Linked DNA regions of Hordeum vulgare: region 1 is linked to region 2. The links are chromatin contacts, called in public Hi-C maps. All regions are on one chromosome and are shown on one strand. The core of a region is the stretch at or near the end of the contact, and the rest is flanking DNA. Distances in the headings are between cores, read along the strand shown.

Region 1 (7,466 bases), core at 2,494-4,993, 790 kb before region 2:
GATTGCGATGATCTCCTGATTTTTTCTAGAATTTTTGGGATTATATAGGCGAAAGACCTAGGCCAGGGGACCTCCAGGGGGCCCACAAGCCTGGATGGCGCGACCCCCTTGGCCGCGGGGTGGGGGCTTGTGGGGCCCCTGGGGCTCCCCTGCCTTGGCTCCCAAGTTCTCCGATCTTCTTTCGTTCCAAAAAATCTTTTCGGGGATTTTCGTCCGTTTGGACTCCGTTCCAAAATCTCCTCTCAAAGGGGTCAAAAACATGGAAAAAAGAGGAACTGGCACTTGGCACTGAGTTAATAAGTTAGTCCCAACAAATATATAAAAGGCATACAAAACATCCAAAGTTTGACAAGATAATAGCATGAAACCATCAAAATTTATAGATACGTTGGAGACGTATCACCCCTTCATCATTCGCCGACGGCGACGGCCTCCGCTGCTCCACGTCGGGATCCCACGTCCTTCATCTGCGTGAGGGCGGATCCGCTCTTCACCGGCACCAGCAGATCTTCACCAGCGACAGGAGGTGAGCTCGTGACCCCGCCTTCTACTCGACCCTAGCTCCATGACGTGGGGTCGACGGGGCATGGGGGCCGGCGAAGCTGGGATGGCTGGCGGCGAGGGGGTCGAGGGTAGGCGGCGTGGCGTAGGTTTTGGCGGGGCTGGGTTCGTCGGCGGCGAGGGGGTCGGGGTGGGCGGGGCGTCGTGCGGGTTGGTGGGGCGGGGGCAGGGGCAGGGGCGGGTGCGGGGGTGGGCGGGCGTGGGGCTGAGCGATGGGGAAGACGTGTGCGGGGTGGTCAGGATTATCGGTTCGTTAAGGTAGAGGGCCTTTTTTTATGAACCAGTTGTTTTCTTTATTTAATCGTCTGGTTTACGAAGGGATGAAAAAAATCGATGAAAAGGCTAGCGGTAGGAAGGGGGAGGTCGAACAAATAATACATGTTCATACATTATTTATATGTCAATTGATGGCTAATTGGGACGTCAAGCAGGTCAGCTCGGATAGGACAAGTCGATCCAAATCTTTTTGGACAAGGTTGATATCTGGTTAGGGTTTCTTCAATACAAGTAGCCGAGATTTAACTAAGAGGCATCCAAACAAAGGCCTAATCTAGGTTGCCTTCAGCATTAAACATATGGATTCAACGCGAATCACTGGAGAAGGAAGATGGGGCTTACGTACGAAGGCATGTTTGATGAGCGCCGCCAGAAGATACTTCTTGATGATCCGTGCCTCCTTCACCCCAGTCAATCACCCGCCACGGAGATCGACATGGATCGCTTCTCGGCACCGCTCGCCGATTTCACCTCCATCGGTTGGGAATTTGCTTGCTCGGCCTTCCTCCGGTCGGGGTTTCTTGGCACAGTCGCCGCCGCCTGACGGAGAGGGGAATGAGTCCTAGGTCACGCACGCACTACACCTCGTTTACGAATGGCGATGGAGTGGAACCCGCCCATCGGGCCTAGCAAGCCCAATTTTCGTGACAAAGTTAGGGTTTTTTATTGAACTAATCGGCTGGTTTATCGCCTGGTTTATGAAGGGATTGAAAAAAATCGATGAAACGATGGAAAGGCTGGCGGTAGGAGGGGGTAGATCGAGGTTGAACCATGACGACAGACGACAGATCCCCTTTAAAACGTCAGACCCTAGTCCTAGGAAACAGTGAGCTCCTCCGCGTCCGTTGGAACATCCCCGATGTACGCATCTGAAATTCAGCCCCACGAGACAGGGGATAATTTTCGGTTTATCCTTTAAATGCACCTATATATACTGATCGAAATCTGTATAAAAGAGCGAGGTGGGATTACGTAACATGAAAAAAAGAGGTGCATCCTTGCTGCTAATAAAGAGAGAAAAGGTTCTAAAAAAAGAGGAAGAAGAGGTGCATCCTTGCTGCTAATAAAGAGAGAAAAGGTTCCTAAAAAAAGAGGGAGAAAAAAAGTGTTGGAATGGAGGTTCGAACCCAGTTCTCCTTGGTGGAAGCCACGCGCTCGAGCCACTACGCCAGAGACATGATTATGATAAATGAGGATCTCGGGCTTTAAGAATCATGTGAGACAGCGGATTTGACAGGAAAAAAAACCGAATCGTTTTCCTCACTTATGGGTGGCATGGTGGATAATTTGAGCTCGTGCGTTGCAACGGAAGAGAAAATAACACATGCTCTGAACGTAATATATTTTCACATGGCATCACATTTGTGTTGCCGACGATGGCCTTAGTGTTCACACAACGAAAACGCGTTTGAATGTACAGTCACTCGGAATAAGATGAGAAATATGTTGTTTCTCCCCACGAGGTTTTCCAAATGTGTGCATGTGTGGTTAACGATGTTTTCTTTTTTCTCAATTTGGTTTTAATTTAATGAATGTTTATTGCAATTCGTATCCTCGTCGGAAATAGAGAAAAAAAGACCGTGCACTACAGATTAAGTTTGCACCAAAAATAATATTTAAGAAGTATTCAACAGTTAAAAATAACACCCTATTTAAATTCTACACATTTTTTAATCAAATTTCATATATAACATATAAAGAAGGTAGAGTATCCGATAGGAATGAACATCCCATATAACGCCAATAATTGCTATTGCGAGAAGCATCAAATAATCATATTTACGGCATTTAAATGAGTATGAAACATAAACAATAGACATTTTCAGAATACCACATATAAAAAAGGTATTAAAATATTAATTAAGGTTGCAACCAAAATATAATTATAAAAATATGTTAGATTTGAATTGCTGGTTTAAATGATATGAATATTTCGAAAAACATTTTGAACCTGCTCCTACACCCACAAAAAATCAAAGAGAAAAGAGGACAAAAATAAAAAAGCTAAAACATTTTGAATCTGCTCCTACACCCACAAAAAATCAAAGAGAAAAGAGGGCAAAAATAAAAAAGCTAAAACATTTTGAATCTGCTCCTACACCCATCAAAAAATCAAAGAGAAAAGAGGGCAAAATAAAAAGCATGGATGAGATTCGAACCCAGGTTGTTTGGCTAGACGCGCACCAGTCGAACCACCACAACACCTTTGCAGTCATGATAATATTCAGGATTTCCTGCTGTTAACCTATCCAAACAGCCGGTGTGAACGGACGAACCGTTTTTCTCACTTGCGGGTGGCATGGTGGGTAATTATTCGCAAATTCAGGGGTATATATTATGACGGCAGAAGCAATATCTCCTTTATTATTACGGAAAGACGGAAAATATTTTACGTCCCTCATGGCGCCGACCACGGAGGAAGATGTGTCCGGATCTAGGTCGAGGGCAGGGCGGCGTCGGCGGCGTCGGCGCACCTCGGTGTCCGGTCTGCGGAGGCCCAAGTGGAAGCTGCGTCGTCCTCGCAGCGAGGTGCGCCGACTACACAGGATGAGGTGTCGGGATCTAGGTCGAGGGCAGGGCTATCCGACCGGTTTGCGGAGGCCCAACCAGAAGCTGCGGCGTCATCGCAGGGAGGCAAGAGGAAAGCCTCTCCGGAGAGGTCGTCCGCAGCATCGCAGCGACGCAAGAGGAAAACACCCTTGGAGCCGTCCGAGGACAAGGGGCAGGAAAGAACCGCCAAGAAGCGGGAGGGAACTGACGAGAAGAAAGCCGCTACCAGCAAGGGCGAGCAGGCCGCGGCGACGACCTCAGCTTCACCAGGCGCATCGGATGCCTCCTCCTCCGAGGCTTCCTCTGCGTTCAGCTCTCCTCTGCGTTGCCCTCTTCCCCCCGCCCCTGCCATCGGCGTAGGACGTAACTATGATCCTGCGATGGAGCCTGTCTACGAAGCCTATATGGACTTGAGTTCCAAGTACCATGCGAAAATAAGTAAGTTTCGGACACTTCCTTTTCCTCTTGTAGCCATTATTGAATGCTCCTAGAGATCTTGATATAGTACCCCCTCTTGTGTGCCATCAATATCTTATATTGTGGGACGGAGGGGGTAGAAAATTGGATATCGTATTGCCCTCTTCCGTGCCATCAAGAACATTTCAGCATGCAGTTATGTATGAATGACTGAATACTACAGCTGGAGAACAAGATATGACAGAAACCTGCATATGGAGGAAGAGTATGGTATTGTCCTCCCTCTTGTCAGTGGCAGACAATGCCTCGGTGGGCATGTATGGTTCGATCCTGCTAGAGACAAGATATGGTAGAACATTGTGTATTGACTATTGAGAGGAGTGCGGTAGAGAGTTGTATAAAATGTTGCAACAGTTTGGCTGACACTAGGCACTACTTTGGTGCTAGATGTGGCCCTAACACTCCGCTTTCATTCCATCTGATTAGTAGGGTGTCTTTTTTGCTGAAGATAATATGAATTTTGAACATAATAGACTGATTCGCCATTTTTTGCATGTTAACCTGCAGAGCGCCAACTTCAACTTGTAACACTTGATCGCTCCATGGCTTCTTCATGTATGGTAAATGAGAAATTGCAGAGTGTTCGTGAGTCTGCAACAAAAACAATTCTTCAAGTAGCTAAAGTTGTTCTTGGCTTTTCGTCCTATGTCGGTATGTAACACATTGCCTTTATTTGATCTCTCTCTATCATTTATCTTTATCTAATCTATTATTGCATCTACAGATGGTAAACTCATGGCACGATCATCGGGCTTTCTAATTGATTGGGATGAGAGGAGTAAAGCAGGCACAGTTTTGACATCTGCACGCATAATCTGTTCAAAGCATTCAGCCCTAAGCCAGTGGTCAGGCACAGATGAGTATGCACCTAATGCTGAGGTGAGTTTACAAACAAACGAATTTTGGAATTTTGATCTATGTGCATGCCCATATATTTTTGCACTTACAAGTATGCTAAATGCACATTTATGTTATCTTTTGTATCCATCTTTAGATTGTTGCTCATTTATTGGATGAAGATGATGCTACTGTACCTGCACTATTGCTTCATTATGACAAGCACATCAATATTGCTTTGATTAAGGTTGAGATAGACTTATGTGCTAAGATTCCTAGCTTCAGTGGTGACGTGATCTATGGTCAAGAGATATTTGTGCTCGGTAGAGATGAACGTCTAAATCTGACTATTCATCGTGGACGTGTTCAATTTATGGGCCCAAATAAATTTCAACGCCATCACTATCTGTTCTCTGGTTGTGTGATTAAGCAGGTATAATTAATCGTACATCGTGATCGTCTTGTAAATTACTATTAACTTATGTTGCTTATGGTTCTGATGTTAGCAATTTAATAATTTAGCCTAGCATTGGAGGACCTGTTATTGACTTGAATGGTCAAGTTTGGGGGATGGCTAATTTTCCAGGAACGGCATTTATTCCTTCCTCCATTATATTGAAGTGCTTGGATATGTGGAAGAAATTTCAGTAAGTTTTCTTTCACTGTATGATTTAAGTATTGAGCAAATATCTTGAAAAAAATCGAAACACGACAGATTTTGTTGTGCATTTGTGTTCACCCTGTTAGGAAAGCAACTTATTTGTATTGAAGGCCCAAGGGGCATATATATATTACACATGACTTGAGGTGCAAGGAAAGTAAACATAGACTAATAAGGACTCCTAGACTAATACTAATAGACTAATAAGGACTCCTAGACTAATACTAATACTTCCTAACACCCCCCTCAAATGCAAAGCGTATGCAATAACATTGCATTTGAAGAAGTGTAATACTAAAAAAAATGATAATCCAAATCCGCGTCTTGAGAGTGTCGTCGTAGCATGAAGAGTCTTCAAAACTTGTCGAGTCGCCGAAGGAGATAACGAAGAGATGCCACATCAGAGGTAGACACCGCATCACTTGAAGATACAAGATAAGTATCAAGAGAAGATGGGTTGTCAAAAGAAGATGGCACATTAGAGGAAGACATCGAAGAGATGGCACATCAGAGGAAGACACCGCATCACTTGAAGATACAACATAAGTATCAAGAGAAGATGGGTTGTCAAAAGATGGCACATCAAGAGAATAAAGCATTGTGCAGAAAATCATAGTCCACGACAACCGACAGCGAAAGAAGCTCGGCGGTTAAGGCACGATGGACGTAGACCGACAATGCAAAAGAAGTCTAGAAAATCCTATAGAAAACAACAAGGGCAAGTAGGCCGCAAAAGTTGCATAGAAAGGATCAGGACCGGAGAAAGGCTGACGGACTAAGGTATGGTGGACTCGCATGGCATGAGAAACACATAATATCGACGGATTTGGTGGACGCAGCGGAAAACAAGAAAGCTAAAAGCTAGGAAGCATACATGACACAAAGATGCAAAATCCATCATGTATGCGGAAGACATTGTATTTTTTTAAGCTAAGCTGTGAAGTAGCAGCACGTAAGCAGCTAGCAACAGGTAGCACCACGTAGCAGCAGGCAACACCAGGTGGTAGCGAGTAGCAGCTAGCACCAGCAGGCAACATGGGGTGCAGCGGGAACAGAGCATGCAGATGGAACGCAGGAGAAGAGTAGCACGGGGATCACGTCATGTACGTGGCTTATAGAACAACAACCTAGCAGCAGCAGTGGGAAAGCCAGCTGCAGGCGCGCGTGCAGCAACAGAGCAAAGCAGGCTAGCAGGAACGCAGCAACAGGGCCCTCCTCGACGAGGCCGAGCGCGAGTATGGCTTCAGGCATCAGGGCGCCATCGCCATCCCCTGCCGCGTCGACCGCTTCGTCCACGTCGAGCGCCTCATCGACCGCGACCTCGGCGTGCAGGGCCAGCAGCTCCACGTCGACCGCTTCATCCACGTCGAGCGCCTCATCGACCGCGACCTCGGCGTGCAGGGCCACCAGCTCGTCGACCTGGACTGCGGCGCCACCACCCGATCCGATCTGGAGGAGAAGCAGAGCCGATCCGAAGTGGAGCAACGAAGATCCGGCGGCCGGAGTGGAGGACGGCGGCGGACTGGCGGCGGCGGCGGCAGACTGGCGAGGGTGGCGCGACGACGGTCGTGAACGGCAGTGACGACCAGGGAGGAGATCGGCGCGACGGCGGCTGGGACTGCAGCGAGTATATCGGCGCGACGGCGGCTGGAACGGCAGGATGGCTGAGGTAGCAGCGAAGCCTGCAGGGAGCGCCGGCGTGAGAGGACCGAGCGAGAGGAGCTGGGCGGATCGACCCAGAACAGATCGATCGAGAGGACGAGTTGCAGCGTCCGGAGACCTAAACCTAGGCTCTAATACCATGTTAGGAAAGCAACTTATCTGTATTGAAGGCCCAAGGGGCATATATATATTACACATGACTTGAGGTGCAAGGAAAGTAAACATAGACTAATAAGGACTCCTAGACTAATACTAATAGACTAATAAGGACTCCTATACTAATACTAATACTTCCTAACACACCCCAGTTCAATCTCACGGGCAGAACTTTGAGGTAAAATTACAGTATCAAAGAAGGGACCGGTTTCCCACCATAAACAAAAGGGAGCGAGGTAATTTTAGGATGTGCATGATCTTGTTGTGCACCTGTGTTCACCCTAGT
Region 2 (6,880 bases), core at 1,892-4,391:
CTGATCAATGGTTGTTGCCATAGCTTGGTCCTGGTCAGTCATGATGTTGGTAGGATGCTCGATATCCATCGCAAGCATCCATTGCTGAAACACCCACTTAAATGTTTCAATAGTCTCATCCGACAACAAGGCACATCCGAGTGCAATTGCATGCATGTGGTTGTTTACACCATTTATAGGAGCAAATGGCATGTTGTATCTGTTGGTGTAGAAGGTTGTATCAAAGAATACACAATCTTTGTATTTCGGGTACAGTGCCCTTGTTCTCCCATCAACCCAAATTAAGGTAGTCACTCAGTTTGTTGCACGATCTTGTTACTTTGCATAGAAAATCTCCGAATTCTCAGTCTTCCTCCTCTCAAAGCACTTCATCGTCATATTCATGCCTCGAAATGTTAACCCTTTCCGGAGCTTTGCACGTCCATTTGTAACATCTCTCTTCACATACGGGAGTAACCTAGTGTCACCTCCATGGATCCTACCAAGGACACCCATGCAATCTAAATTTGAGAGGTTCACATCATGCAACATTAACAAGAGTTGGTAATCCTCGACACATATGCTGCGGTGCGAGCGGTAGTACCTAACACGCTTCGACTGTTCCATCAATGGATGTGTATGCTCTGCAACAAAGCAAGTCACTATCCATCTCTCCTCCCATAGCACACCAATCATATGCGCCTTACAATCATGACAGAGCATCCTATTTTTTGACGTTATCTTGTAACATCCATCCCTTCACTAGGCTGCCTACTAGAGTTGTTGTTTCCCGTTGCAATGCTCTCTGATGTACTGTTCGTTTCCGTTTTAACGGGCTTTCTAGCATGCACACACTCAAAGACCATCGTTATACGTATTGCGTCCTCTTTCTCCCCACCTCTCTTCTCGGTGAATTTTGAAGTAGATATATGTGTCATCAACCCCAACTTGAAGGCATAGTTGTTGTAGAATTTTGGAGCATCGTCGATTGTATGAAACACCATCCCAACATAGGGCGGCAGTGGCTGCGACGAAACATCTCCATCATTTGAATCATCTTGGACTGCATCTTCAGCAAACAACAGCTTGTGCGAGTCTTCACCACCACCAACAGAAATTTGCCTTGGACATAGTTTCCACCCCTTCAGTTCCATGTTCCCGCAACAGAGTTGTTGTGCAACAGTCATTTAATCTCTCCATGGAATCAACAAGATAAGAAATCAACAGAAAATCCATATTTTATCTTGTCAATTTATCTCTCCATTTAATCAACAAGATAGGTAATGAACGCAATTTCTTTATGTTTTTGTTTCTGGCTTACACTTGCAAGGAATTCATAAACACTAGTGTTTGAGAGATATAACAAACAGAACAATGTCATGATTCAGAATACACTAGTGTTTCAGAGATACATCAACATTGTCATGATTCATAAATACTAGGGTTGTAGAGATACATCAATCAGAACAGAAACATCAAGCAGAACATATGACATATTTGTTGATTGATGTGTGAGAGATACATATGCTTTCTACACAGGGTTTCATGACTTTTTTAGAGTGAAACAAAGATCATGTTTCAGAAACTAACCGAGGTTTTCCGGTGCCATCTGCTCGAAGTAGTTTCAGGAAACACCACATGGGGGTTTGTGAACCAAGAGGAAACTCCAACACGCGGTGGAACCCCCACAACGACGCTCGAAGCTGAGAACGATGGTCGCGCGTGTTCTCAAAGCAAGGCTCGCCAGTTAGCTCGATTTGCGTCAGATCCAACCATCTCACGTGCGATATGGTGTGCCATAGTGTTTCAGAAACTTCAGTTTAGCTCCTGCATGCCGACGGCAGGCTGATTTTGCGGTGGGTTGGCGGCGACGCCGCACGGGATGCAGCTGTGTCGATGCTGAGGAAGAGTCTCCAGTTTCTACAATAGAGCGCTTGTTGTGGGAAACAACGAGCGGGCATGCGTGGCGCGGACACTAGATGGAATGACTATCAACCCGGGCATCCAACCGTTGTCGAGGCGACGGATAATATGTAGACATCGATCGGATGGACACGTAGTCTTTTCCATAAAACTATGTGCATCAATGTACTTTCTAAAGTGAAACAATGGTTGGAAAGAGTGGTTTGGACTGATCTATTACTACTTTATACATCCCGTGCGTTGCAACGTGAGAAAATAAATCATCCTTCATACACACTGAACGACATAAAAAATCATATGAAAAATCATTCACAATACCATATGAGAAACAACATGATAAGTGATGTTGTGCACAAATATAAAGGTGGGATGATTTTTGAAATAACGAAAGTTGTGTCCAGTTTAGTACATAATAAAAATATCACCGAGTTGCCGATATCAATTCACTTCTTTGTGGTGTTCCTCTTTAGTGATACCTAAAAATAATGTGTTACCCGTACATATTTTAAAAATAATTTTAGATATGATTATCTTGCAAGATAATATCATATCTGGAATGTACACATTTTTCAGTGATTTTCATATATAACTTTCTAAATTTCAAGTTAGCATTTAGAAGGAATGAATATTTTTGAAAATACTTGAATCTGCCAAAAAAGTTTAAGTAGAAAATAGTTGGGACGAAATTAAAAATAGTGTAGCCCATCGGATAAGATGGCGAGGCTGGTCTATCTTATGCACACATAAAATCAAGAGAAAAGAGGAAAAGGAAGAAAGGGGAGAAGTGGGCATCAAACCCGGGTTCGCTGTGTGGGAGTGGAAGGCCCCAACCAGTAAGTTGCCAGCATGCATGTGGTTTCAAATCAAATAACTTTCTGCATAAGTTAACCGTCACTCTAGTGACTTTAAATAAACCGTATCGTTTTTTCCACTTACGGATGGCATAGGGGCGTAATTCCTGCGAACTCTAGGGGTAAATAACTTGACGGACGACCAGAAATCCTATTTGCTTTATTATTAGGGAGAAATATATATGTGGGCCTGAATTAAAATCGATGGGATGTTATTATTTTTATATTTGACATGAATATGTACGTGACATACTTTTCAGAACTCACCAAGAACATAGCGGAGGGCCTTACTCCGTGGCCCGGTAATAACCAACCAAGTGAGGCCACGTCATCCCGTAATTATCAATTCCGTAGTACAAATACGTACGTGTAGCGTTGCCCTATGTCATGCGCAGTGCACCTGTTTATGAATTCATGAGGATAAAAAAAATTCTTTTCTTTTCCTTTCGTCTTCCCCGTCCCCGTCAAAATCCATCTCTTCCCACAGCGACTTTTCCTCTCCGCCGTCCCGTTGAGAAATTTCCTATTCTTCCCCGGTGCCCTAGCCCTAGCTCCAGCTGCCGCCTTCCCGTGGCGCCGCCCACGCCTCACACCCCTGAGCCCCACTACCCCACCCACCCCTGTCACGCGCGTCGCCGCCTCCAACCTTATCGCGGCACCGCGGCCCTGCCGTATCCCCCAGCCGCCGCCGCCGCCGCCGCCATCTTCGTCGTTGGTTTTAAAGGTACGAGCTTCTTGTTATCCAGTGAGTTTCTCTCACCCTCATTAAGCCTCCGCGAATTTTGGGCGCAACGGCCGGCGCGCCATCTAGATCCGGCAGTAGAAACTAGGTTTGCTATGCGATATGTCGGTCCCCAAGGATGGAGATTTTCTCGAGGGGGGTGGGGGGGGGGGGGGAGTGCATACTGCTTCTTTTGCTTAGATGGGTGTGAGTGAAGCTGTGCGTGTGAGCAATTCTGCCCACACGCCTGGACTTGTGTGGTCAATCTGGCGCCTTTTCTGAATCCAGGCCCAAACAAAATTTCATGGCTGGATGAGTTAATGAGCCGATAAGTGAGGTCATACTGTCGATTTTTGGTTGTTCTTGTGACCTAGTATATCTGCGGAGTTTCTTCAACTCATATGTAAGCGTGCTGAAAAAGGGCTAGGTCAATTTGGCGCACCTGTTTGCTTATTTGGTTATGTGTTAGTGAATTTGGCATGTCGCTGTATGTGGCGGGCTGACATGCTATTATTATCACTATCAATTCTTTTTTGCCACTTATGGATGCAAAGCCAAGTTACTGCAGATTTCACTTCACATGGAGCTGCTGCAAGTCCCATATGCTAGGATGCCTTTTTTTGCTTGCTAGGGATATTTGGCCTTACTAGGAGTATATACTATAGATTCAAGCCTTATCTTTCCAGTTGCCTAACAATCCTTTTATCATTCTAAAGCTAGGACATCTTTGCATCCATAAACTGACAGAATTATGATTGTGTACTGATGATCTCTATGAAATTATGGTTGGTTAAATTTTATGCCGTTTTACCTTTCCCTTGCAAAGCTATGTTACGATGTTAAGTCATTTATCACCATTATGCCCTCTGTATATTTCATCTTTGAGTGCTAGCTTTCGTTATTCGTTCAAATTACATGTCCTTTTGCCACTTTGATATATACTATGACTAATTCTTACACTGGATTTGCACTCCAAACTCCAAAGTACTCCTGATTAATACTCCGTTTATGCAGTGTTACATGCGCCACGTTTATTTGTGCCAATTACATTTTGGCAGTGTTTCATTTGAATGAAATACAGTAGGCGGGAGCTCTGGATGAAACCGTGAGGATCTTACTAGTTTAGTACAGTTAATAGATTTGAATCTGATAACCTACCTGAAAACAGTCATTTGACTACAAAAATATATACCTTTTCTTGCACTTGTAAACAACCTACAGCAGTTTACCGTAGGCCTAGCAACATAAGCATTTATCAGTAATTTCTCAATTTTGAGGTACGCACAAGCAAGAAGGTTATACATGTGTCATAATCAGACAGCTAATGGAGTAATGGAATCGAGGGTGCCCCACACCTTCCGTGCTACTTTACAGTTTCTTTATATTGATGGGCCTTTTTTTATGCAGACTGATGGATAACTCTAGAAGACACAATCCAAGTACTTCCAAAAAGAGGACTCGTTTCAATTCTGATGATGGAAAGAGGAAACGGCTAAACTACAGGCAGGATGACGGACCTATGTCCTCTCAGCCAATAGAAACCGTTTACAGGATATTGTGCCCAGGAAACAAGATAGGCGGTATCTTGGGGAGAGGTGGTCATGTTGTTAACGCCCTTAGAGATGAGACTAAAGCAAAGATACGGGTTGCTGATTCTATTCCTGGTGCAGATGAGAGAGTAATTATTATATTTGATTACCAAAATAACTCCAAACAAGCTGTTGAAGCTATTCAAAATAATATTGATGGCTTAGAGAACATGAAGCCCCATTGTTTTGCTCAAGATGCATTGTTGAAGATACATGATAAGATTGCTGCTGATGAAGATCCCAACGATGGAGTTATCTGTGAGAATTCTGAAACTGCTGGTCATGTGACTGCTCGAATTTTGGTTCCAGGCAATCAAGTTGGCTGCCTGCTAGGAAAGGGCGGCTCTATTATACAACAACTGCGAAATGATACTGGCGCAGGGATCCGTGTCTTACCATCCGAAAACCTTCCTCAGTGCGCACTTAAGAGTGATGAATTGGTGCAGGTAAATTTGTTTTAGTAGCAAAATATCCTTTGCTGTGTTGTGTTCCGGCTTGTAATGCCTTTTGCTTGTATTGATCTCCAGGGACTTTTGTATTGGTTTCATTTAGCTAGATTTGGATTCATTACTCTGCTGTATCAATTTGTTTTACTATAGAAGTTTTCCATTATGTTTATATTCCTTGTTAAATTCCTAAATGATCGGATTTTAGAGTTTGGTATCTGGCATGGCTTAATTGATATATCACGTAGTTTATTTTTAGATTATAGTTTACCAAGATATTTGCCAGTTAAGTTAAAAAGATATTTGTCAGTACAACATGCACTTTTTGTGTGCTTTATTATATTTAGACGTGAATACTATTGATGCGTAATTGCTTGAATCATTTCAGATATCTGGTGCAGCTTCTCTTGTAAGAAAAGCTCTCTACGAGATATCTACTCGTCTCCATATGCATCCTCGTAAAGAAAATCCACCTCTTGAAGAAATTATAGATGCAAGCACACAAAGGAAGCGTGGGTCCCCACCACCGATACCACATGAAAATCACATGTTGCCACACCTGCATGTGGATCATCCGCCACCAATGCCCTTGCTTGATCCATACAGAAACCGACCATTGCAATATCCTGTTCCTGAACCAGAAGAGTTCTCTATTAGAATTCTGTGCGCTTCTGAGCTTATTGGGCCTGTTATTGGCAGAAGCGGGGCAAATGTTCGGCAGGTAGAGCAGCAGACTGGTGCTCGCATTGTGGTTCAGGAATTGCACAAAGATGCTTCTGGAGAAAGGTTGATTGTTATTTCATCCAAGGAGGTAAGATGTAGATGGTTGTTCAAATTGCCATCTCCTTACCATACCAATCTTCACTATTGAGTCCTCACAGTTTTACTCCTACGTATTTTTTCAATCCAGATTCCGGCTGATCCAGTATCCCCAACAATTGAGGCACTTATTTTGCTCCATAGTAAAGTAAGTGCGAGCAAAGTAAGTGAACCTTCGGAGAGTGAACCTTCTGAGGAGCACAAATTGGTTACAAGACTTGTTGTACCATCAAAAAAAGTTGGTTGTATTCTTGGGGAAGGTGGGAAGGTAATTACTGAAATGAGAAGGCGTATTGGGGCTGAAATCCGAGTTTATTCGAAAGCAGATAAACCAAAGTACTTATCTTTTAACGAGGAGCTTGTGCAGGTGATTTTTACTCAATCATATCTACATTAAGTTGTCCATATTGTTTCAATACCTGCCTTTTTAATGTTTTTGTTTCTTGACTTGTTATTATGCTGTTACATGTGTTCCGAGCTTTCAGGTTTCTGGGTCACCAGATATTGCAAGAGAAGCCCTCACAGAGATTGCTTCGAGGCTTAGAGATAGGA

What was found. A called contact is a pair of places that touch in the nucleus more often than the background predicts.
Region 1: a Hi-C map of leaf shows a contact between it and region 2, with 2.2 times the contacts expected there. The contact joins the promoter of LOC123432249 here to the promoter of LOC123432196 in region 2. A contact is called at or near these places in 3 of 6 Hi-C or Micro-C datasets (leaf and seedling).

What each region holds. Positions count from the first base shown.
Region 1 is chr1H:301,562,968-301,570,433 of MorexV3_pseudomolecules_assembly, reverse strand. LOC123432249 (serine protease HTRA2, mitochondrial-like) reads left to right here and starts at 3,743. Exons shown (of 10, transcript XM_045115379.1): 1 at 3,743-3,825; 2 at 4,372-4,515; 3 at 4,589-4,743; 4 at 4,859-5,134; 5 at 5,224-5,348. The coding sequence starts at 3,768.
Region 2 is chr1H:300,767,961-300,774,840 of MorexV3_pseudomolecules_assembly, reverse strand. LOC123432196 (KH domain-containing protein At4g18375-like) reads left to right here and starts at 3,141. Exons shown (of 8, transcript XM_045115375.1): 1 at 3,141-3,477; 2 at 4,882-5,509; 3 at 5,898-6,320; 4 at 6,420-6,695; 5 at 6,814-6,880. The coding sequence starts at 4,886.